2 separate regions of the Mus musculus genome follow, and region 1 is linked to region 2. Evidence: chromatin contacts called from public HiChIP or PLAC-seq data. All regions are on one chromosome and are shown on one strand. The core of a region is the stretch at or near the end of the contact, and the rest is flanking DNA. Distances in the headings are between cores, read along the strand shown.

The links. HiChIP or PLAC-seq counts read pairs in DNA pulled down with a chosen protein or histone mark.
Region 1: a contact with region 2 is called in an H3K4me3 HiChIP or PLAC-seq map of neural tube, with 2.9 times the contacts expected there. The contact joins the promoter of Hebp2 here to the enhancer-like site in region 2. A contact is called at or near these places in 7 of 39 promoter capture datasets (embryonic stem cells, hippocampal neurons, liver and 3 more), 3 of 15 datasets of contacts at CTCF or cohesin (CD8 T cells, the NIH/3T3 cell line and embryonic stem cells), 51 of 484 Hi-C or Micro-C datasets (the AML12 cell line, CD4 T cells, CD4 single positive thymocytes and 30 more), 15 of 115 datasets of contacts at active chromatin or transcription factors (the HPC-7 cell line, acute myeloid leukemia, bone marrow-derived dendritic cells and 7 more) and 3 of 9 other capture datasets (adipose tissue, liver and pancreatic islet).

What each region holds. Positions count from the first base shown.
Region 1 is chr10:18,542,635-18,547,710 of GRCm38.p6, reverse strand. Hebp2 (heme binding protein 2) reads left to right here and starts at 1,635. Exons shown (of 4, transcript NM_019487.3): 1 at 1,635-2,017; 2 at 2,498-2,633; 3 at 3,266-3,446. The coding sequence starts at 1,916.
Region 2 is chr10:18,452,341-18,456,892 of GRCm38.p6, reverse strand. The region is part of intron 1 of Nhsl1 (NHS-like 1); the gene reads right to left. Among named protein-coding and RNA genes, the nearest start is that of Nhsl1, 47 kb to the right of the region's middle. Within about 2 kb of position 2,207, at least 28 of the 459 cell types and tissues checked have an H3K27ac peak or open chromatin away from gene starts, as enhancers often do. A contact at or near this core is called in intestinal villus epithelium, neural stem cells, neural tube and 2 more, where this site is marked.

The DNA of each region.
Region 1 (5,076 bases), core at 386-2,885, 91 kb before region 2:
TCTCTCTACACCACCCTAGCTGTCTTGGAACTCACTGTAAAGACCAGGCTGGCCTCCAACTCACAGAGATCTGGCTAACCGTCTCCCCAGTGTGGTGCTGGCATTAAGAGCATCTATGCCACCATGCCCAGCCCCAGCTACACTTCCCAGAACCAGTTGTTCCAGGTGGCACCACCCACAGTTTGCTGGGCCCGTCCACATTAATCATTCATCAGAGAGAATGCCCCATTGACTTGCCTACAAACCAATCTGTTGAAGGCAGGTGTGTTCTCTGTTGAAGTTTCCTCTTCACGTATGACCCGGATTTATGCCAAACTGACAAAAAAAAAAAAAAAAAAAAAAAAAAAGCAAACAAAACAGAACTAACTAGCACAGGGGCTTAGAACATGCTAAAGGCTGAGGGGGGAGATCATTAAAAGATGGGCTAGCATTGTAATTGCTGCAAAACTCCATAAATATAATTGAAAGCCATTAAGTAGTTCACTTTACTATTATTACTGATTCTCTGTTTTTGAGGCATTCGGATATAGCTAAGAGGGGGTGGGGGTGGGGCAAGTGGCTTCAATTTTTGTGTGTAGTCAAGGGTCACTTAGAATTTCTGGGTTTCCTGCTTCCAAACTCACAGTTCTAGGATTACAGGGGTACACCACAATGCCTGGTTTATTAAATAGTAGAGGTATGTTAAAACATATACATGTAATTAAAAATAAAACTGAAAAAAATTCCAGCATGGGGGAGGGATGTCTCTGGAGTACTCCTGAGAATTCTTTATCAGTAACGGGTTGCTGGGACCTAGAGACTCATTTCTTTTTAGGAGTGTGAGCATGGGTTTTCAGTGCCTCAGTGATAGACTCCAGCCTAAGTGCATGTGAGTTGAACTAGCTGAATCCAGTGAGCTAAATAAATACTCAAAGAATTTTGGAAGGAAGATGTGATGGGGTGGAGGTGGGGTGGAGAGTGGGGTTTCAGGAGTTGAGGGGAGAGAGGGGCAGGTGGATATGATCAAGATAAATTGTATATCGGTATAACATTTTAAAAGAAAAAAGAGATGAATTATATATAAATTTATTTCAATAAATCTTTTGGAAAAAGTATGAAGCCTAGCCAAAATATCTAAAGAGCACTAGTGTGTGCTCTGGCCCGTCCTCCAGGGCTGACTGGAGGACTCAGATGGTTTCAGTAGCCCAAGACACAACACACACACACACACACACACACACACACACACACACACACACACACACACACATTGCTCTCCCCAAAGATGCTGGGTCTCCATTGACTTTCCACATTGAGCAAACCTGAAAACTGTGGGCCCTGGCTGCCCTTCTAGTATAAATCAGTCTGCGGATCCCAATTTGGACTCCAGGATCTAAGGGCAGCAGGAGTCAGAGTCCTGAGTGCTAGCTGCTAGAGGTCTTGGAGCTCCGCTGCGAAGTCTTGGGGCAGGCGATTTTCTTTTGTGAGGGTGGGGAGGAAGCTGATTTTGCAGAGGCGCTGGCAGCGTTTTCAATGTAGGGAGAGGCTCCCTGAATGGGTGCCCGGACTGGTTCCACAGAAACCGAGCTAGGAGCTGCTCAGTCCTCCGCCCACCACTGCCCACAATCCAGTTCTGCAAAACATCAGCTAGGTGGGAGGGACTCTGCAGAGGACCTAGATGACCCAGGGCCAGCCGGCCGATCCTGATCAGTCTGATCAGCTAGCTGATCCTGACCTTATCCCTGCAGAGGGGTGTGGCCAGGGCTGGCGCAAGCCTGAGGTTGGTCGCGACGCCGCCTTGTGGCTCAGACCGAGAATGTCCTACGGACCCGCAGTAAGGGCTGCAGGGCCGAGCGTGCGCCGGTGGGGAGGGGACTCAGAACAGGGTGGCCGGTGAACACAAACAGGGCGCGCCCCTCCCAAGCTGCCCTTACTCATGGCAGAGGAGCCGGAGCCAGACCTCGGGGTGGCCGAGGGCTCAGAGGATCAGGCCTTGGAGATGCCGAGCTGGAAAGCTCCGGAGGACATAGACCCCCAGGTAGGCGTCTTCCAGGGCCCGCAAAGATTCATCTGGGCTACTTTACCGTGATATGAAGAGTCCCCTAGAGTTAAGTTAAAATATATATATATATATATATATATATATATATACTATTTTAGATCTGCGCGAACCAGGAGATGCGTTGTTTAGCTGACCCCAGGAGAGAGTCATACATCCACTTCCTGTCCGCGGAGCGGGTGGGGTAGGGAGAAACTGGTTACTACTACACAGACCCAGCGCTTCGATTTAAGAAAAGCTTGTAATCTGTCCTTAGGGCAGTATCTGCTCTCCAACCCGTAGGGAAACCTCAGGAGAGTCCATGCTTGTCCTAAAGAACGGGAACCTCAGGCTAGACCTTGGGGGGAGAGGGTTGCAGCTCTCCTGTATTGGGGACTCTCACCTCCTGACGTTCATGAGTTGCTGCTTGTTCATGAGTTCATGAGTTACTTCTCTTAAGTTTTCTCTGTACCATTTTAGCCAGGAAGTTATGAGATCCGGCACTACGGACCGGCTAAGTGGGTCAGCACTTGCGTGGAGTCCCTGGACTGGGATTCAGCCATCCAGACTGGTTTCACAAAATTGAATGGCTACATTCAAGGCAAAAATGAGAAAGGTAAAAGTAGCCTCCGAGATGCTGCGATTACTGAGTTTTAGTCTCCTGAAGAATTCTGTTTTGTAATAGACGAATAACCAGATGACTGAAACTCTAATGTTTTTATTCACGATTGGCTTCAAGAACTTTAGTGTAGCTACAGTAGAGTGTTGCTGGGTTCTGCTTGTCAAGGTCTATACTTTCCTCATTTTTTTTTTTTTTTCCTAGATGAAATGGGACTCTACCTAGGGAGAAGTCCTTTCCTGTGCCAAATGCCTCTAATAGTGATATCAAGGGACAGGAAAATGCAAGGGCATGAGCCTCAAGTTGTGTGTGTGTGTGTGTGTAATTTTGCAAGTCTCTTCGCCTTAGGACCACAATTTCTGAGATATAGAGAAAAATAATTGGCCCATGTTTTCTGTGATTTCTTCTTTATGTTTAAAAATATAGAATTTATTAACCCAAGAAAACACTACAGAAAATTGTTTAATGTAGAGTAATGTGTCATTCTACCACTACCCCTTTATAAAAGAAAAACAAAAACAAAAAGATGAGACATATCAAGGGTACATATTTATAGTGGTAATGTAAAGGAAATCAAGAAACATCAGCCATAATATGCTAAAATTGCTTTCATTTTTTCCATGACGTAGAGATGAAAATCAAGCTGACAGCCCCCGTGACAAGCTACGTGGAGCCCGGCTCAAGTCCTTTCAGTGAGTCTACCATTACGATTTCCCTGTACATCCCCTCTGAGCAGCAACCCGATCCACCCAGGCCTTCAGAGTCAGATGTCTTCATTGAAGACAGAGCTGAAATGACGGTGTTCGTGCGGTAAGTGGTAGATAATTCACAGCCATGCTGCCTGCCGGCCTGCTGGCTGCTGGTTTTACCTGTGTGCATTCACCAGTCCACAAGCATCTCACCCTTCCATAAGAACCGTCTACTAGATTTCAGGATGTTTTCCTGCTGTCTTGGTTTTAAAATGTCACTGAAGTCTATTGCAAGATAGAATCCATTTATTGAGAAGTCTATTATATATCTTCCACATATAAAACATAGCACAAATTGTATCACTTGAAACATAGGACTATCCTTTCCTACAAAATAGATAGATCTGAACAATAATGCCTTCAAAAAACAGCATATGGTGTCTGTCCTAGTCTGTTTGGGCAGGCACAACGAATACTATAGACTCTGTGGCTTACCACAAACACAAGTTTGCTTTTTGTAGTTCTTTCTAGAAGCTAGGTTCAAGGTCAAGGCACTTACAGTTTTAGTGACTGGCTAGGGGCCATTTCCTGATTCATATAAGCACATTTGACCCTCTTTTGTAAGGGTGATAATTCCTTTCTTAAGGGCTCAGTCCCCCCCAGGATCTAACCACCCTCCAGAGGCTCTTTAAACTATCCCATTTGTGATTAGGAGTTTGATATGAATTTGAGAGAGACAGGCATTCAGTCCACAGCATTCTGTTCCTAACTGAAGAAACTTTGTGTCTTTCTCACTCACAAAAATGCATCCAGTCACATTTTACCAGCCCTAGAATCTTAGCCTATTTCAGCATTGACTCAAAAGACTCATTTAAATAACATTCAAATAAAATCTGGCTTGAGACTCAAAGCATGACTTATCTCAAAGCAAATTCTCTCTAGCTGTGGGCCTGTAAAAGTCAAACAAGCTATGGGCTTGTTTGTACAACATTGTGACATGCAAAGGAGGAACATCCCCTTTCAAATGGAAACCATAGAGAAGGAAAACTAACGGGCCTCAGTCAAGGCTTTAGATCTCTTTCTTGTCTCAAGGCTCTGCCTGCCAGGGTCTATTGGAATGAGATGGATGTTGGATCCCCAAAGTTTTCCTGGACAGGAATTGGGCCCTTGATACCTGACATATCTGAGTCTCATGATTCTGGATACCCCCAAGCCCAGCAAAGTTGTTAGGTTTAGAATCACCTCCTTGAGATGCTACCAGGCTACAAGTGCATACCAATCACTCTTCTGATCTGGTGTCTCCTCTCCCACAGGTCCATTAGGGAAGGCTGTAGTGGGGAGCGTCTGGGGTGGCCCAGCCCTTGCTATTGCCCTCTGCCAAAGTGCATTTGGGCATAAGGAGACATTGTTGAATACGGTAGACATGGGCTTTGCTCTTCTTTGAAAAGGGCAGCCAGACTGATTTCATTTTTACATCAGCACATTTATAATAAAACATATACCAATGAAGCATGCTAAAAATACTTTTTGCTTCTGTTTCTTAACTTTCTGTGTAAAAATCACGGTCCTTGCATGTCCTGTACTTTTGCAGGTCAGTGTGCTAGTGCGATTTAATCCCGGGATGCTTTCTTTTTAAAGAAAAAAATATGTATATGTATTTTAATTACTTAATTGATTGGTTAATTATTTTATTACACTACAGATTTTATTCTCTTCATGGCCCACCCTCCAACTGTTCCACATCCCATACC
Region 2 (4,552 bases), core at 958-3,457:
ACAACTATGACTTGTCTTTGTTTAGTGGTCTGTTCAGTGACTGAATCTCCCAGGTACAAGTGATCTTGACCATTCCATAGAGGGTGCAGCTCACTGACTCTTCAGGGTATAGAGGAATGACATCATATCTAATACTCATAGGCATGCAACTAATATCATTCCATTAAATTAATAAGTTCCTACATGAAAAGAAACAAGGGGTTTCTTTTAAACACTTGCTAAGACCTCTTACAGAGGACCTTGGCTTGATTCTCAGCACCACATGACAGCTCACAACCTTCTGTGAGCCCAGTTCTAGAGGACTCAACACTATCTTCTAGCACCCATAGAAGGACTCTCTTCTAGTACCCAGGGGCCCTTTGCACACACAGTATACTTATGTACATGTAGGCAAGACACCCTTACAAATAAAATTTTTAAAAATCTTTAAAAAGGAAAAACACTTAAACATAACAGCTCTACAGGATTCATTCTTGTGACATTAAAAAAAAAATAACATTAAAGTGCCTGTGGGTTCTCAAATCAATAAAAAGCTTTTAACCCGAGAGAGAAAAGTCACTACAAGGAAATCATTCAATTCATTTGCAGTGTTGCAATGAATTAAAGCTTCATCCCACCACTGCCCTAGGCTCTGCAGATGCTAAGATGCAGACAAACTCTCAGAAACCCTCTTCTTGCCTTAACTGTCATGGCCACTTTTGCACCTTAACGGTCATGGCCACTTTTGGAGTGGAATATCCATTCCTCTGTCACATATATGTGCTATCATGATTCTCTTCTGTCCCACTATGAAGACTGTGCTTCTGGGAGACAGGAACTACACCTGTGCTGGCTTTGGAAATTCTTCTTAAACAATCAAATTGAATGATATGAGTGTGGGGTGGTGAGCTGTGCACAGACAGCCTGGTCCCCAGTGACTCGGTAGGTGGTGACTTCCAGCAGGGGTTTGGCCACATGCCCTAGGCCCTGGGCCCCTGGCTCCTGTTGCAGCTACAGTCTCTACTTCTCTACTCTTCTCCCTCTCTCTGCCTTTCTACTATAAACATCTTAAAGCCATGGACTGCCTCTTCTTATCAGGCTGGTAGGGCATTCAGCTGGAGCAATGGATACAGGCCTTCCCCTAACTAGTCATGCGTCTAACCTTCCGCCCAGGAGGCTTCCCCGTGCTTCAGCTAGGACACTGCCAGCCAACCCAAGCCAAGCTGACCTAGCAGGTCTAGGACTCTCCTCCCCATGGGAACCCAGCTGGAGCTCCCTTCTTCTGTCCTTTTCCCTTCAGCCGCAGGCCAGAGCCTGCCCGAGGGTCCACCTGCTCCATTCTCAGCTCTTCCTAGACATCCAGCAGCGTCTGCAGTGTCCAAGACTGAGAACCTGACGTCCCTGGCCTCAGTTCGGCCCAGACAGGGTCCTGTGGTTTCTCACATCCCAGTGCCCACCTGGCAGCGCAGCGGGGGTGCATGCAATCAAACCTACCTTGCTGAGCCCTGGGTAGGACTCAAGACTCTATTTTTAACCCACAATGAGTAATCTATTCCTTAGCCTGGAAGAGTCCCATCTGCTAGAAGATGACAAATAAAATAAAGTGGTAAATAGGCATAAATTACAGAATGCATGCCTGGAGTGGTAGTCATACAGAAGAAGTAAGATCAAGGCAAACTTGATGGAACAGGTGGCCCATGAGCTAGACTCTGACGAGGGAGTTTACTAGAAGGAGCATCTATACAAAACAGGGGCACAGGCATAAAGAAGACATCATGTGGCTGGCTAGTTGGGAATATGGAGATATGAATACACAATGGTGCACAGTCCCTGTCACAACTCCTCTCCCAGTCCCAGGCACACTGCTTTTCACAGATGCTCTTGCACATATGTATCAGTGCTGAGTCTAATATTCGAAAAGTAGGGTGCTCATTGCCAACTGGATGATTTCTACTGACAACTCTGACTGTTGAAGTAACTGAAGTACCTGTGCCCAGCCTCGGACTTCCTGGAGGATGGAAGCGTGTGGCACTCATTTGGCTGGTAGGGCATTCAGCTGAAGCAATGTGATCATGGGTTCAAAAACTGGTCGCTGGCTTTGCCAGGAGTGAGGGCCAGTTCCCTGGGTCAGCCTGTTCCTGAAAGCTAGGCTTGGGCCTGATTCCCCAGCCTCTTCTGTTCATCCTCTGAGTTCCACAGACCCAGGTACCACGCCCTTCAGCTTATAACTCAGTCTGCATCTGAACCTGGTTACACCACCTGGTGCCAGCGGGGTGACAGCGTGGGGCTTGCAGAATGTCTTGAGAGAGATCATGAACAGAGGTGAGGTACTCTGCCTGCTAGGCTTCACTTGGCTAGAAAGAGTTGAACACAGGGGTTTTTGTATAAGATAGAAATCTATGTACTGGAAAAAAAAAATTACAGGCCTGGGGATATAGCTCCATTGTCTTGCATTCATGGAGCCCAGACTAGATCCCCAGGACTGCATAAGCCAAGAGTCACTTCCTGCCTGTTGTCCCAGCCCTTGGGAGATAAAGGTAGGAGGAACCTTAGTTCAAGGCCAGCCTGGGCTACACAGATATCCTATCTCAAAGAGGGGAGGAGAGCTGGCAAGATGACTCGTTGGCTAGAGGCACTTGCCAGGCAAGGCTTACAACCCAAGTTCAGTCCTCAGAAACCATGAAAAGGTGAAAGGAGAGAACCAACCGCCTAGAGTTGTCCTCTGACCCCACGAACCCCTCCCCCAATCCCACCTCACTCACACACACACACACACACACACACACACTTTTTAACAAAAGGTTTCAGGTATGGGTGAAAATAACTTAGAAAAACAACTGAACAATTGTAAACTAACGTTGACGAAAAAGAAATAGAGTAAAATGATTCCCTTTTGGGATGGGGGGTCATAGAAACTACATTCATGACCAAAGTCACTGCCATAAAGGGTTTCTCTGTGATCATTTTTAAAATGCTCATTTCCCATCAACCTTAATCATATACAATTACGAAGTATTAACAAGTTTTCCAATAAAGAACACACACATAAATCAAAGCAGTGTCTTTATTCTGGGAAAAAATATCAGATCATTGAACCAAAACAGACAGACTTTTAAAAGTAGTTATGAAGGCAAAGCCAGAGCACATACAGGCAGACAACAGAGTCCACTCTGATGATATTGAGAGGGAAAAATACAAGATGAACACATGTGCATGCGTGCACGTACACACACTATAAAGAATATTCGCTGTCTTGCCAAATCTCTGGACAGACAAGGAATTTACCTTCTATCCTGCCAGGACTGCTATGGCAAAATGCAGCTGCTGCCACCTGCTGGTCAGCACTGATGGCACACAAGTCTGACTACCACTTCCAGACTGGCAGACCAGGGCTGTTCCAGTTGCCAGTAGATACAAACAAACTGCTATGTTACTGCTTAACACACCATCAATTCAGAATGCGAGCCTGCTGGAAGAGCCTTGCTTGCAAACCTCATATATGAATGCAGGGAAGCCTGGAAGGCAGGCCAGCCTGGTAGGATAGGAAATGTAAAGCTGTGACAGTCCCCACTGCAGGCCAAGGGGGGACTATTGCCATGCTCCCAAATGCTTGGAGGTGGAGATGCCCCATCCATCAAGTTGGATGTAAACCCAGTAGCAGCTATTTACACTGAACTTCCTGGATCAGAAGCTAAGCAAATTAGAGCAAACTTTTGCTCAAATTCCATCAACGGCCCAACAAGTATGGACCCAGCTGTGTTCACCACCCCAAACACTAAGAGTATCAACTCAATAAGGTCCGGGTATCTTCTGGTGGATGGCATTTCTAGAGAACTGAAAAGCGAACCACAAGATCAACTTTAAAGGTGTTCTCCAAACTCATCCATATGTTAAAAAGGCAACAAAGTAAAAGATACAAATTTCATAGTAACTTCTGTACCCTACAGCGTCAACTTCTGCAGCCACCCTACTTATCTAAAGCTGAAGGCAACTAACACACACTACAGTGTTGGCTCTTGACCCTCTCTCTACTCCTGTGTGTGTGCTTATGGAAAGGGGACGGGCAACCAAGCACTGGCACAGGAGAGAGAGACAGAGACAGAGACAGAGAGACAGAGAGAGAGAGAGAGAGAGAGAGAGAGAGAGAGAGAGAGAGAGAGAGTTTTCTTCCCCCACATCATTTTCTTATCCCTTCCAACAAATCCTTCCCCAGTCTGTCTCCTGCTTTGCTGTCTTTGGTTTTGGTTGCTCACATCATCATCAGGGTTGGTGGTTATTTGGCTTCATAGCCTCCTCACTAAGGAATCTCTCTCCCCCCTCCACATGCAACCTTCTACTATCTATAGCTCCTCTGGAGGGGTGGAGCCTAATGGGAAGACCCTTCACTGACAGAGTAACTCTAACAGTCATAGATCCAAAAATACTAAGAAAGGAAAACACTCCATGGCTAAGTATCTATTAAGTGAACATATTTTTTTCAGAGTACCTCAGCATAATAAAGTCTCTCCAAGGAAGGCTGAAAATTGCTTTACCATATATGAAGCAACAGTATCAACAGCAACAGTATTTTTTC